2 separate regions of the Canis lupus genome follow, and region 2 is linked to region 1. The links are chromatin contacts, called in public Hi-C maps. All regions are on one chromosome and are shown on one strand. The core of a region is the stretch at or near the end of the contact, and the rest is flanking DNA. Distances in the headings are between cores, read along the strand shown. Region 1 has its middle 9.5 kb from the start of ELOVL5. Region 2 has its middle 90 kb from the start of GCLC.

Evidence for each region. Hi-C and Micro-C count contacts between places; a contact is called where the count stands out from the background.
Region 2: a contact with region 1 is called in a Hi-C map of liver, with 2.1 times the contacts expected there. The contact joins two enhancer-like sites. A contact is called at or near these places in 2 of 9 Hi-C or Micro-C datasets (blood and liver).

Annotation. Positions count from the first base shown.
Region 1 is chr12:21,061,556-21,069,305 of UU_Cfam_GSD_1.0, reverse strand. No RefSeq gene overlaps it. Among named protein-coding and RNA genes, the nearest start is that of ELOVL5, 9.5 kb to the right of the region's middle. Within about 2 kb of position 5,050, at least 14 of the 20 cell types and tissues checked have an H3K27ac peak or open chromatin away from gene starts, as enhancers often do. A contact at or near this core is called in liver, where this site is marked.
Region 2 is chr12:21,198,234-21,205,983 of UU_Cfam_GSD_1.0, reverse strand. No RefSeq gene overlaps it. Among named protein-coding and RNA genes, the nearest start is that of GCLC, 90 kb to the left of the region's middle. Within about 2 kb of position 3,958, at least 4 of the 20 cell types and tissues checked have an H3K27ac peak or open chromatin away from gene starts, as enhancers often do. A contact at or near this core is called in liver, where this site is marked.

The DNA.
Region 1 (7,750 bases), core at 3,801-6,300:
AAGCAGCCTTCCTGATGCCACAGACATCAGTGAACCCTTCACCACAGAAATTTACTCATCTTCTCCATTGTCTAACCCAGTGCTGCCTGATAGAACATAATGAGGAAGCCATGTTTGATATTTAAATGTTTCTAGTAAGCCACATTTTTCAAAAGTAAAAAGGAATTACTGAAATTAATTTTTAATGCAGTAAAACATACATAAAATTCACAGTTTAACTATTTTTAAGGGTACAATTCAGGAGCTTTTAGTGTATTCACCAGGCTATGCAAACATCACCACTATTCATTTCCAGAACATTTTCATTATTCCAAACAGAAATTCTATCCCCATTAAATAATAACTCCCCAATTCCTCTGGCCCCAGGTAACCTCTATTCTTCTTCCTCTCTATGAATTTGCCTGTTCTAGGTTATCTCATATAAGTGGAATCAAACCATGTTTGTTCTTTTGCCACTGGCTTATTTCATTTATTTCACTTTTGAGGTTCATCTATGTTGTAGCATGTATCAAAATTTCATTCCTTTTTCAGGCTGAATTATATTCACATATATATCCCACTATGCTTATGAATTCATCTGTGGGTGGACATTTGGGTATGACCATCTTTTGGCTATTTGCTGCTATGAACATTGATGTACTAGTATGTGTTTGAGTCACTGCTTTCAATTCTTTGGGTATACCCCCTAGAATTAGTGAAACTAAGTCTAAAATTATATTTTCCTTAACCCGATATTTGAATTTCATAAAACTTATTTAAAAAGTAGCTTCATTTACACTGGTGAGAATGGCTAAAATTAACAAGACAGGAAACAACAAATGTTGGTGAGGATGTAGAGAAAAGATAATCTTCTTGCACTGTTGGTGGGAATGCAAGCTGGTACAGCCACTCTGGAAAACAGTGTGGAGGTTCCTCAAGAAGTTAAAAACAGAGCTACCCCATGGCCCAGCAATTGCACTCCTGGGTATTTACCCCAAAGATGCTGATGTAGTGAAACGCTGGGACACCTGTACCCCAAAGTTCATAGCAGCAATGTCCACAATAGCCAAACTGTGGAAGGAGCTACGATGCCCTTCAACGGATGAATTGATAAAGAAGATGTGGTATATATACATATATATATATATATATATATATATATATATATATATACACACACACACACACACAATGGAATATTACTCAGCCATCAGAAAGGATGGATACCCACCATTTGCTTCAACATGGATGGAACTGGAGGGTATTATGCTGTGTGAAATAAGTCAATTGGAGAAGGACATTCATCATATAGTTTCACTCACATGTGGAATATAAGAAATAGTGAAAGGGATTATAAGGGAAAGGAGGGGAACTGAGTGGGAAAAATCAGAGAGGGAGACAAACCATGAGAGACTCCAAACTGGGAAACAAAAAAAGGATTGCAAAGGGGAGGTGGGTGGGGGGATAAGATAACTGGGTGATGGGCACTGAGGAGGGCACTTGATGGGAGGAGCACTGGGTATTATATGTTGGCAAATTGAATTTAAATTTTGAAAATAAATTAATTTTTTAAAAGATTTTTTAAAAGTAGCTTCATATAGCCACATTGTCCCAGGTATACTTTAAGACAAGTAAGTTAATTAAAAGTAAACAATTTAAAGTCAGTTCTTTAGTCACATTGCAAGTGCTAAATACTCACATATGGCCAGTGGCTTCCGTATCAACCAGTGCAGATCTACCACAGGGTAGAAATGCTTCTCTCTACCCCTTGCATCTGCTCCATCCTATCTTCTCAGCCCACCTCCCACTATTCCCCAACATGTATTCTAGATGGACAGATTCTGAGAATTAATTCAAGAAATATTTATTGAGCACTGACAATATGCCAACCATCGTGCTAACTGCTGAATATGATAGGAAACAAAAACACGTCTGCATGGAGCCCACAGGAGGTTGGGCCAACAGACATAAAAACAAGTAATTTCAGAAATAAATATATCTTATAAGTTGTTATAAGCCCTATTAGAAAAAATGATGCATTGCTGGGACAGGCAGATGTCAAAGAGATAATCACATAAATAACAGTATCTTAGAAAATTTTGCTAAGCACAAGGGGAATCAAAAGGATCTGATGAGAGTTATAACAGTGGGTCTTATTTAGAAGGGGAGCTTCTCAGGGGAAGCAACTTGAAGCTGAGATAGAACAGATGACCTAGGAAAAAGGGTACAGAAAGGAGACAGGGTAGTAGAGTGACCGGGCAGGGGGGATGCTGTGTAAAAGGCCTGGGTTGAGAAAAAGTTTCATTTCTGAGAAACAAAGAGATGAAGGGCATGGCGCAAGTGTAGACAGTGGTGCCCTGGGAGGATGGGCAGGTAGGCAGGGCCTGCATCATGCAGGGCTCCACATCATAGTAAGGATTTGGGATTTAGTACCAAGTGCAATGGGAAAGCTGTTAAAGGATGTTGAAGGATATTGGATTGGCTTTAAAAAAAAAAAAAAAAAAAAAAGCCATTCTGGCTGCTTGGTGAAGAAAAGTCCTGACTCTTCATCTTGGAGCCTAAAGGAGCCTCCTTTCCTTCTGCATTTTGACCTGCACTGCTTGGTGAAAGTACATCCATAATTCCTGCCTGGTATCCACCTATTGTCACTTTCTGTACTGCCTTCCTTTACTATTATTCATACTCTGAACTCACTAATGTGCCTTAACCCAACTGTGATCTTTTCTAGCAGGCAGGAAAAGCTTCTCACTCATCTTTGTGTACCCACAGCATGGAGCATGGAGCAGATATACTCAGCCAATCTGTTAAATCGGATTGAGTTAAAAGTCCGATCATAGCTTGCTACTTTCTACCCACAGAAAGCATTCTGTGACCTAATTAACTCTGTCTTTAATCCAACTTTTCTGTACTCTGTTTGCCACAAAGTCTAAAGTCCCTGAACAAGACCTGGGCAGCCTTCCAGCATCCCCACTGGCGACACTTAATTATGAACAGGGGTTTTGTTTCAGGTCAGGTTGCAAGGGTTGCAAAAGGCATCAGCCCACATGTGACCATGCATTTCAGAACTTCAAGGAACTCTACTTCCAGAACTCTTCAAAGTTCTGGCATGAAAACTATGCACTTAACAGAGTTCTCAAGAAACACAAATCCATCTCCAAGAAGTGCTTGCACTTGGCTAGATGCACCATCCTGAGCTAAGGACTCCCAAAGCGTTAGATTTCTTCCCACCTTTCACTTATTGAGGATTGAAATTACATGATCTCAGGGAAAGAATTGTGGAAAGGGCCCAAACTTTGTAACTAACAAACTTGTGACCCTGGCCAGGTTCATCTGGATCTGGTTCTGACATCTGAAAAGAGTGATAATACCTATTCCTACAGATTGGTTAGGAGAATTAAATGAGGGATGAGGGACGCCCGGGTGGCTCAGCGGTTGGGCGTCTGCCTTTGGCCCAGGGCCTGATCCCAGGATCCCGAATCAAGTCCCACATCGGACTCCTTGCAGGGAGCCTGCTTCTCCTCTGCCTGGATCTTCTGCTTCTCTGACTCTGTGTGTCTCATGAATAAATAAATAAAACCTTTTAGAGAGAGAGAGAATTAAACGAGAAGTGAAAACATCTAGCAGCAGTTTGTGATCAAAGTGCTTTCTGTGCCTTTAAGTGTTTTGGGGACAGGGTGGAGAGTGGGGAGTGAAAGAGTGACTTTTCCCACCAACAGAAAAGCCAACTAGGTTTCCTCTTATCCTTCCTGGGGAAATAAGACACTATGGAAGATAAATCAGACAGCGGCGGGGAGGAGGGGGGGAGCCCATTTATGAAATATTCCAAAAGAAGTATTTTCAACATCACAGTTTATGAGGCTGCCACAAGCAAATATAACTTAAAGCTCAAATTTTAAAAATGTTAATGCAACCTCACATTTAAATTTTAAACCTCAGCCTTTTGTAATACCTCCCTCTCTGCAGTGGTGACACATTAGCAAACTCCAGAGCAGAGGGCTAATTCACGGGGGGGGGGGGGCGGGAGACTAAAATAATTGAAAGCAAAATAAATAAAATAAAATAAAATAAAAAAATAAAATAAAATAAAAAAATAAAATAAAATAAAATAAAATAAAATAAAATAAAATAAAATAAAATAAATAAAATAAAATAAAATAAAATAAAATAAAATAAATAATTGAAAGCTTCTCTCGAGGCTTTTCCCCGGGCCCCGGCGTTGGGCTGGGCCGCCCGCCGACACGTTTCCTCGCCGTTTTCTCCCACCCCCGGCAGCTGCCCCGGGTCGCGCGCCTCGGAGACCCGGGACGCCGCAGTCGCCGGGCGGGATGCTCCGGGCGGGATGCTCCGGGCGGGACGGCGCAGCGCGCGGACCCCGGAGGCAGCACCGCCCGCAGCCTTCCCCCGGCCGCCGGCCTCCCTCCGCGGTCCCGGCCGCCCAGCTGCCCGCCCCAGGCTCAGCGCCACCCCCTCCCCCCGGGTCCCCCGCCGGGTCAGCGCCGGGCCGAGGCCGGTCAATGCCCGGGAATGACCCCGCCGGCGCGCGAGCCTCGGGCGGGGAAGGAGCGCGCGCCCGCCGCGGGAGGCCCCGCCCCATCGCCAGATGCGGCGCCGGCGGTGCGCGGTGATTGGCGGGTGCGGCCGCGGGATGAATGGGGTGACCGCGACGGGGGAGCGGGGCGGGGACGCGGAGGGCGGAGGGCGGAGGGCGGAGGGCGCCGGGCGGGGGCGAGCCGCAGAGGGGCGCAGGGGCGGCGGCGGCACCGCCCTGTGCGGCGGGCGCCCAACGGTCCCCGCGCCGGGCGAGAGGAGGAGGGGGGCCCGGTGGGCGGGCTCTGGTCCCCGGGCTGGGCGCGCCTGTGGGGGCCCGGAAGTGATAGGGGCCCCAGAGGGGCTGCGATGCAGACCGGGGGTGGGGGCGGGGGTGCAGGTGCGGGGGGAGGGGCAGGGGAGGGGAGGGAGAAGCCGCGCCTGCTCTCAGGCCCCCGGCGAGGGGCGTCCCCGCGCCCCGAGAATCCCTCCTGGCTTCTCTGAGCGCGCTGTGCAAGCAGGGCCTTGCTCGTCGGAGTAAGAGCTGTGATTGGATTCCGTGTCTGGACATCCCTGTCTGGAAAGGCAGCTTTTTTTTTTTTTTTTCCTGTTCCTATACCAGTCCCTTATTTGACTTCATAGTTCACATTGGGTCCTTCAGCAGATACTATTGTGTGCCTACTTTATGCCCGGCACACCTCAGGGGGCAAGATAGACTTGTTTCTAACATCCTGAAGGGTAAAAGCTTCATTAGGGCAGGTGGGGATAAAAATAAGCAACCAAAACAATTACAGATTATGCAATGTGCTGTGAACTAAGGATTAGGGTTGTAGTTGAAGAAGGAGAAATGCAAAGACGACTGATTTTTTTACCCAAGATAATAGGAAAGGCGCATCTGAAAAGGTGACTTGTAAGTTGAGACCTGGAAAAGGGGGAGGTGAGCAGTTTTAAGGAGAGAGTATAGCCTCTGCAAGGGGTTCGATTCCCTTTTCTCATCCTCTGCAACATTTGAATTTTCATAGCACTTTTTTTGCACTTCTTAAGATATGTGACTTTTTACCAAGTGTTATAGTTTTATTCTCTCAATTCCTGGCACATACCAGGTCCCCCCAAAATACTCAGAAAATATATACCCCGTATCCACTTATTTCCAGATATGCTGCTAAGGTGCCCAGGAAAATTTAAAAAGTGAAATGAGCATTTGTGTTTCCTGAAATATTAATTTTGTATTTTTATGCTTGTCCTGTACATCCACTATGGCACCCTTTATCCCTGGTGTTTGGGAATTTCTCTTCACCACAACGAAACTTTCCAGGCTTTCATGCTTTCTGAACTTAATTGATCCAATAAACTAATTCGGCCTACCTATTAGTAAATGAAAGTACAGTGTATTCTTCTTTTTACATAGTGTTTGTGTCTATTTTCCGGTTTGTGTTTTATTAGTAACCAACTGGCAATGCCTTGATTCAAAGCAATAAATGAAATGAAAATTTGAAGCACTTGACTAACCCTCTGAGTTGAAAAACGTTTATTGATGTTGGGCTGAGAATGTAGGTCCTTTCTCAGCCCTCATTCCATGGAGCAGTATGCCTTGCTTTGTTTACAGAGTGGCCTGCCTTGATCTCTACCTCCTCCTTTTGAAATTTGGCAACCTACTCCCATATGTGTAAATGTTTTCTTGTGATATGAGAAAACCATACTGGGAAAGGCAAATTCTTAGAACTAAAATATTGACATAGTTATCAAAATATTAGGCATATCTTGATTGTTCCAACAAGTAAATAAACTTCAATTATTCTGTCTCTGATTCTGTTTTTAAAAGTAAAATTATTGATTTTATCTGTATTAGTTATCTATTGCTTTATAACAAATGACCCCCAAACAGTAGCTTAGAATGACAGTTTTTCTCTCAAAGTTTCTGCAGGTGAAGAATTGGGGAATTGCTCATTTAGCTGGGTTTTATGTTTTGGGGTTTCTCACAGTCTACAATTAAAATTAACTGGGCCTGGGGTCATCTTAAGGCTTTGCTAAGGAAGAAGGCACTTGCTAGTTCACTGATGTGGTCATTGGCAAGATTCAGTTCCTTGTGGGCTATCACACTGAGGACCTCAGTTCCTAGTTATCTGTTGGCCAGAGGCCATACTTAGTTTCTTGTTTTGTGAGCATCTCCAACATGGCACCTTGCTTCAACAAGTTTGCAATGGAGAGTGCTAGTAAGATAGTAGTCAATTCTTTCTCAACCTTATCCTGGAAAATCATTCCATTATTGTTGCCTTGTTCTTTCTGTTAGGAGCAAGTTACTGAGTCCAACTCATGGGCATAAAGATCAGGTGCCAGGGATCACTGGGAGCACTTTCAGAAGCTGCTAATCATACTATCAGAGCACATTAAGCTGATGAAATGAATTTGGGGCCTCAAAAATCTTTCTTGCGTATCATGAAACAGTTTGCTGTCTTATTGCTGTATTTATCATGAAGAAAGTAAATGGTCTTTTGAGAGTCTAGTTCAGTGAACATTTATTGAATGCCTGCTAAATATCTGGCATAGCATAAAGCTAGAGGAAAAAGATGACACATGACACATTTTCCAGCCTTGAGTTGGGGAAGAGAGGTATAAGCAAATAATTATAATATTAATAAGTGATTTTTTTAAAGGCCTGCATGGAGTGCTTCAATTATGGGGAGAATAGGAAAGAAACATTCTGTTCTAGGTCACATTTAAGGAAGTAAAAAGGGTGTAGAGACAAAAGAAAAGATTACATAAAGTTTGAGACTATGTAGAAGTTAATCTTATTGATGAGCAAAATGCAAAAGTAATGATATACTATTGTACTTTTTATTTCTAGACCTGAAAGAGCCTAAAATTGCCCCACTTTTATGCATGTAGGATATCTAATAGCTTTTTCAGCTTTATACCTGAGTTCATTCTATTGAAATACATCTGAGAGTGTAGCCCCACATCTGATAGAGTGTGTCATTTAATCATTCAGATTAGAACGCAATACTGTAATGCTATTTAGCTAAAAGAGAATTGACTTAGTGAACCTAACCCTAGGGAATACACTTAAATTTGAAAAATAAAATGTGCTTCGTGTTCAGATACCAAACAATAGTTTGCAACTGAACTGCAACACACTCATAGAATTTCAGGTGAGTCTCATGATGCTACCACATTCACTTCTGCCAAACAATGAACTTGAGATTGTGGAAAGAAATTATACTACCAGTTTTTGCAATGTAACAGC
Region 2 (7,750 bases), core at 2,709-5,208, 140 kb before region 1:
ATCCCACCTCCCTTGCCACCTGCTTCCCTCCCTTGGCACCATGTGCCCTGCCAGACTCCGCCATTCAGTAACCACTGTACCTTGTGCCCTAGCAGAAGTCTGAACACCCCAGTGCCAGGTACCAAGAGGGTTAGCCTGCCAGGTCTCAGAGAAGACCTTAATGCCTGTGAGGCTCTGCACTTATTTCATGAGAATCCCTGTGCTAAAGGCAGCATCATTTAAATAGAAAACAGAAAATTATTTAAGAAAATCCCCCCAAAGCCATGCTGAATCACCATATTGTACACCTGAAACTAATATCATACTGTATATTAACTAACTGGAATTAAAATACAAACTTGAAATAAAAAAGAAAATCCCCAAATTCAAAGCAAATAAACAAAACTGATCAAGACAGACCAAGAGAGACTCTGGAAGAAAGGAATGAGCTTTTATCTTGCCTTTTGAATGAGGACCCCTGGCATTTTCATTTTATACTGGACCCCAGTAAGCTATGTGATCAGCCCTGTTTAACAGTTATTGATGGCCACCTGGCACATGTTAAGAAATGTGGGGGATTCTAAGGACATGAAGACATGGGTCCTACCCTCTCCACCTAGGAGTTCACAGTGTAATTCTGGGAAGTCAAACATACTCAGTGAAACAGCTACTTAACAATGGCAGATGGAATATACTCAATCTTCAGATAAGAGAGATCACCCCAGGCAGGTTGAGCCAGGCTTGAGGACTTGGGCTGGACCTTGAATAAGAGGTGACAGCAGCATTGCTGAAGGAGCACATAGGTTCCCAGTGTTACAGGATACTGCCATGGTTCTGTGATGCATCTTCAGTGCCTGTCTCAGTACTGAAGCAGCACATTTGGAGATTGTAAATGAACCCTGAATGGCCAAACTCATTAGACCCCCTAAGTCTTCACCTTGCTCCTTCTCTCCAGGCAGCAGACATTTTTAAGACCTACTATCTGGCTTAGAAATTTTTCATCTCTAAACTGAAATTGTGATAAGACCAGTAGGAATCAAAGATAAGGGAGAGACTCCATCAGTATTATGAAGAAAGAAATGATAAGTTTATGTCCAAGATCAATTAGGAGAAATGCTGACTGGAAAAGGAATGGAATTAAGGGGATGTCAAATTTCAAGCTTGAGTAGCAAGATGAATGGTAGGCCACTGAAAGACAAGGAACATTTTGGAATGAGCTCATTTGTGGTAAGGGGTTGAAGGAGTGAGAGAGGTGGGAAATGATCTTCGGATGATGATCACTGTTGTAGAATCACCTGTGGCTCAGTACCACCTCACTACACAAACCTGGGAGCATAATTCATGTGGAATACATTATGGATGGTGAGTTGGGCCGTGCCTGGTAGACTCTCAGGTGACGGTGGAATATTCGAGTGTAAATATCTACAAGGAAGTTTGATTAATGAGACCAGAATTCGAATTATACATCAGGAATGGAGATACACTTGGGAATCATGGTGGGAGGAGAGTTAATGTCATAGGGAATGGAGAAATCTCTGAGGAGGGGGAAAGAGAGAGAGACAGAAAAGCCAAGTAATCAGGCTCGGAACTTTTCCATCCAATGTGAGAAAGAGGAACCAACAAAAAGATCTGAGCCGTCCTTTGAATAGAGGAGTAGTAGTGTCAAGAAAAAGGGTGGAAATAACAGTTTCAAAAAGAAGGAGTAGTGACTATGTCAGATGCTGAAGGGTCAAGAAAGTTTTTGGGAAGAGGGGTTTGGATTTATCAGATAAGAGGTTCTTGGGCAGCCCCAGTGGCGCAGCGGTTTAGCGCCGCCTGCAGCCCAGGGCGTGATCCTGGAGACCCTGGATCGAGTCCCACATCAGGCTCTCTGTATGATGCCTGCTTCTCCCTCTGCCTGTGTCTCTGCCTCTCTCTCTCTGTCTCTATGAATAAAAAAAAACAAACAAACAGATAAGAGGTTCTTGATGGGAACAATTCATGTTTATACCTGTTGTTTTAGTATAATTACTAATAGCATCTCTTTTACTCGCCAAAGAGTCCCTGTTGGGCCACTCTGGTTGCTGGTGACCTTCGAAAGAAATAGTTTCAGATTAAGGGTTAGAAACAAGTGCCAGATTTCACTGGGTTAAGGAGATAGATGAAAATGTGGAGGCAGGAACTTTCTTCACATTTAGCTGTTCCCCAATTTCAATAGCTTGATAGTGAATAGAATAGAGAAAGAGAGAAGCTTCTAGGTTTATAGAGAGATTTTTATTCTTTGGTTTACTTGTTTTGTTTCAATAAAGATAAAAACAGAGAAGCCAACTGTCCTCAACTAAGAATAAGCACAGTGCGTTCCCCTGCTGCCTGCTGGGTGCTTTGCTGGAATGTCCTTGTGGAAACTCCCTCACATCCAGTCTGTGGGGGAGTTGGCTGCCCTGTCCCTGCTGCAGGACTGCTCTTCAGAAAGCCTAGTGTAGCTAAGATGTGAAAGCACTCACGGGTGTATATCTTCTGACAGGGAAGAATGGAGTTCAAGCAATCAGAAGGGGATTGCACTGGCTTTTAGTGTGTGTGTGCATGCGTGCGTATGTGTGTGCGTGTGAGAGAGAGAGAGAGAGAGAGAGAAAGAGCGAGACAGAGAGAGAAAGTGTTTTTCATTTCCTCAGTTTTTGGAGTGTGAAATGGTAAGAACATTTTTAAAACCATTGTTTATTGTTCAAATGAACCCTTTTTTTTCTTTCTCCGAGGTGCATGAAGATGTGAAACAGCAGAAAAAACAGACTTGAAAGGGGAGATTTTAGGATTGAAGAAATAAGAAAAAACTCCATTAAGGGAAATAAAAACACTGTAGTAAGAGAGGGCTGCCTCATTTGTTTGAAAGGTACACACAGATGGGAAAGTTATATAAAGTATACGAATGATTATTCAAATAAAAAGAAAAGAGTGACTTCTCTTAGTAACTTCGGTTAACTCAGTGCTTTTTCTCTCAAAAAATTACCTTCCTGATCCCATTCTTCTGTGCAACCCAAGGATTTGGCACAGAGATGGTGTGAGCTGAGAGCAAGTATGTGGCAAGTTTGGTGACCACCTACAGACATCATAAGTGACTTTTTCAGGGCACAGCAACCTGTGTGTCTCCCAGATGAGTAATCATGAGTGATGAAGAGATGAATGCTGGTAACAGACATGAAAGTCAGAGCAGTTCCCTCAGAAGCCTTGACTTCCAGGGAAGATGATGGAATAGGAAGACTCTTCGGCTCACCTTATCCCATGGATGCAACTAGATAACACTCACATACGTGTAAATAACCCAGAAAACAATCTAGAGACTGGAGAACAAACTCCTCAACTAAATGTAAAAAAGAGGCCACATCAAAGAGGGGAAGGAGGACAGAGACATGGTTGGAACCATATGGACTCATTGGACTGTCCACAGTTGTGAGGGAACCCATAGGCATGGAGAGAGGAGAGAAACAGACTATCACTGGAGAGCCTTGCACAGGGAAGACAAATTCCCACAACATTTGGCTTTGAAAACCAGCGGGGCTGAATTTTGTGAGTTCTTTCAAGTAGCAGAACTTAAAACCCGGAATTAAAAAACAAACAAACAAACAAAAAAAACAGTGGTCTTGTCTCTGAGTGAACCAGGAGGGTGAGAGGAAATGGAGTCGCTACCCTTAAAGAGACAGCACAATGAATGGCCCATGAAGATGAAGCATAGAAGCAGCAGTTTGAAAGATCCCTGGTATATTAGGGAGGAAGACTTATTTACTCAACTCAGAACATGTCTCAGAGGGACAAAAACCACTGGTGAACTCCTGTTAGAACAAAGGAACTGGCAGGGAACATTTTCCCCCTCCACCCCCCAGTGTAAACACATGACCACCTGCAGGACTTCCTACCTACTTGCCAGCACTGTTGCCCATGTTGTGCTTCTACCAATCCACACCTCCATACAGCCTAACTGACAGAGGATGTGGTGTGGGGCCACAAAACTTGCTAATACTATGACCTCACTGTTGCCCGTGCTGTGTTTCCACAGAGTCTGGCAGGCTGCTTCAGTCCTAACACTGCAGGGCCCCTCCAGCAGAGGATTGGGCTGGGGGCACAAAACTTGCTAGCATGGCCAACTCTATGGCCCCCACCTTGCACTGTGCTTTGGCAGATCCACCCTCACCAATATGCCTTTGGCCAGAGGCCATACAGAGCAGTGCCACAGGCCTGGAAGTGTGCAAGCACCCCTCCAAAGTGTCTCCTGCCCTGGATAGAGAGAAAGATAACCACATGCCCCAGTCAGATGGATGCCTCAGTGGGGAGCTGGAGGCAGACGACTGATCTGACTGCAAGCTCCATCTACCAATGAAAGCTTCTCAGGGGACAACACAAAGAAAGCACCCTGGAGTTTGGAGCTACTGCAAATGTGGCAAATACTGGGTCTGACTCAACTCAAACCCAAGGCATCCCCAGACTGGCCCTACTTACACCACAGGGACTCACACTGCCCACGACGGGCAAAGAGATTCATTGCTGATGACTGGACTAAAAGAAAAATTGGCTCAGCCACAATAGCAGGGTACATTCATCACATGTAGAAGATAACCATCAAGCACCAGGCTGGTGAACAGGGGACACTTCATGACAGGGTACTCAGGACCTTCTTCTTCATAAGCCATCATTTTCAAGTGCAGGAGGCATAGCTGTCTTTCCTAACACACAGAAACGGAGTTAGACAAAATGAGGAGGCAGAAGAATATGTCCCAAATTAAAAACAGGACAAAAATCACAGCAGGAGATCTAAGCAAAATGGAGATAAACAATATGCCTGATAGAGAATTTAAAGAAATGGTCATAAAGGTACTCACTGAACTTGAGGAAAGCATGGTGGACATCAGTGAGACCCTTAACAATGAAATGAAAAAGAATCAGTTAGATGAACACAATAAATGAAATGAAAAATTAAACTAGATCAACTACATAGTAGGTTAGGTGAAGCAGAAGAATGAATCAGTGACCTAGAGAACAAGTAATGGAAAGTAATCGAGCTGGGCAGATGAGAGAAAAAAAATATGCAAACTGAGGATAAACTTAGGGAACTCAGTGACTCCATTAAGTGTAATAACATTTGCACTATGGAGCTCCAAGAAGGGGCAGAAAAATTACCTGAAGAAATCATAGCTGAAAACGTCCCAGATCTGGAGAAGAAACAGATATCCAGATTCAGGAGGCACAGAGATGACAGAACAGATTTAGAAAACCAAAACAAAAACCAAAACAAAACAAGGCCCATCTATATAGTGACTATAAGAGACTTACTTCAGATCTAAGGACACATGTAGATTGAAAGCGAAGGGATGGAGAAGCATTTATCATGCAAATGGATGTGAAAAGAAAGCCACAATAGCAACACTTATATTGGACAAAGTGGACTTAAAAAGACTATAATAAGAGACAAGGAAGTACACTATATAATAATAACAGGGAGAATCCAACAAGAAGATATAACAATTGAAAATATTTATCTATCCAACATGGGAGCACCCAAATACTTAAAGCAGTTAACAACAAATATAAAAGAAATCATTGATAGTAATACAATAATAGTAGGGGACTTTAACAGCCCACTCACATCAATGGAGCAATCATCCAAACAGAAAATGAACAAGAAAATTAGTGGCTTTGAATGACACACTGGAATAGTGGATTCAATGAATATATTCATAATATTCCATCCTAAAACAACAGATAATATACATTCTTTTTAAGTGCACATGAAACATCCTTTACAATAGATCACATGTTAGGTCACAAACAAATATCAACAAAGTAAAACGATTGAGGTCATTCCATGGATCTTTTCTGACCACAATGCTATGAAACTAGAAATCAACCACAAGGGAAAAAAGATGTGTAAAGAGCAAAAATGCATAGAGGTTGAATAACATGTTACTAAATAATGAATGGGTCAACCAAGAAATTAAAGAGGAAATAAAAAAATACATGAAGATAAAATGAAGACACCAATGTCTTTGGGATGCAGCAAAAATGGCTCAAAGAAGAAAGTTTATAGCAACACAGGCCTACCTCAAGACATAAGAAAAATCTCAAATAAACAACCTAACCTTCCACCTAAAGTAACTAGAAAAAGAAGAAACAAAACCAAAAACCAGTAGAAGGGAAGAAATAATAAATATTAGAGCAGAAATAAACAAAATAGAAAGTAAAAAAAAAAAAAACAACAGAAGAGATTAATGAAACCAGGCACTGGTTCTTTGAAAAGAGCAACAAAATTGATAGACCTTTAGCCAGATTCATCAAAAAAAGAGAGGACTCAAACATACAAAAGAGAAACAGGAAAAATAAAAACCAACAACACATAAGCACAAGGAAGTATAAGTGAATATTATGAAAAATTATATCCCAGCAAATTGGACAACCAAGAAGAAACAGACAATTTCCTAGAAATATTTAACCCATCAAAACTGAGTTAGAAAGAAAAAGAAAATTTGAGCAGACTGATTACTAGCAAAGAAGTTGAATTGGTAATCAAAAAACTTCCAACAAACAAAAGTCCAGGACCAGATCACTTCACAGGTGAATTCTAGCAAATGTTTAAAGAAGAGTTAATATCTACTCTTCTCAAATTCTTATAAATGATAGAAAAGGAAGGAAAATGTCCAAATTAATTCCATGAGGCCTGCATTACCTTGATACTAAAACTAGATAAAGACACTAAAAAAGAGAGAGAGAGAGAGAACTATGGGCCAATATCTCTAATGATCATACATTCAAAAATCTTCAATAAAATATTATCAAAAGAATGCAACAATACATTAAAAAATTGTTCTCTACAATCAAGTAGGATACATTCCTGGGTTGCAAAGGGTGGTTCAGTATTCACAAATCGATCAATGTGATACACTACATTAATAAAAGGATAAGAATCACATGATAATTTCAATAGATGCAGAAAAAGCATTTGACAAAGTACAATATCCAATCATGATAAAAACCCTCAACAAAGGTTTTATGAAAATAAAAACCCTACAAAGGTGTAGAGGAAACATATCTTAACATAATAAAGGCCATATATGACAAACCCACAGGTAACATCATACTCAATGGTGAAAAATTGAGAGCTTTTCCCCTAAGGTCAGAAAAGACAAGGATATCCACTCTCACCACTTTTATTCAATGTAATACTAGAAGTCCTAGCTACAACAATCAGACAAAGAAAAAGAATAAAGTCATCTAAATGGTAAGGAAGAAGTAAAACTTTCACTATTTCCAGATGACATGATACTCTATACAGAAAACTTGAAAGACTCTGCCAAAAACTATTACGGCTAATAAATGAATTCAGTAGGGTCACAGGATACAAAGTCAATGTACAGAAATTTGTTGCATTTATATACACTAGTAATGAAGCCACAGAAGAGAAATTAAGAAAGCAATCCCAGGAGCACCTGGGTGGCTCAGTTAAGCATCTGCCTTTGGGGCAGGTCATTATCCCAGGGTCCTAGGATTGAGCCCCGCATTGGGCTCCCTACTTGGCAAGGAGCCCATTTCTCCCTCTCCTTCTGCCCCTCCCCCAAACTTGTGCTCTTGCTCTCTCTCTCAGATAAATAAATAAAAGACTTAAAAAAGAGAAAGAAAGAAAAAGAAAGCAATCCCATGTACAGTTGTGCCAAAAATAATAAAAAAAACCTAAGAATAAACTTAACCAAGGGGTTAAGTTTCAACCAAGGGGTTGAAAGACACTCTGAAGACTGTAAGACACTGATGAAAG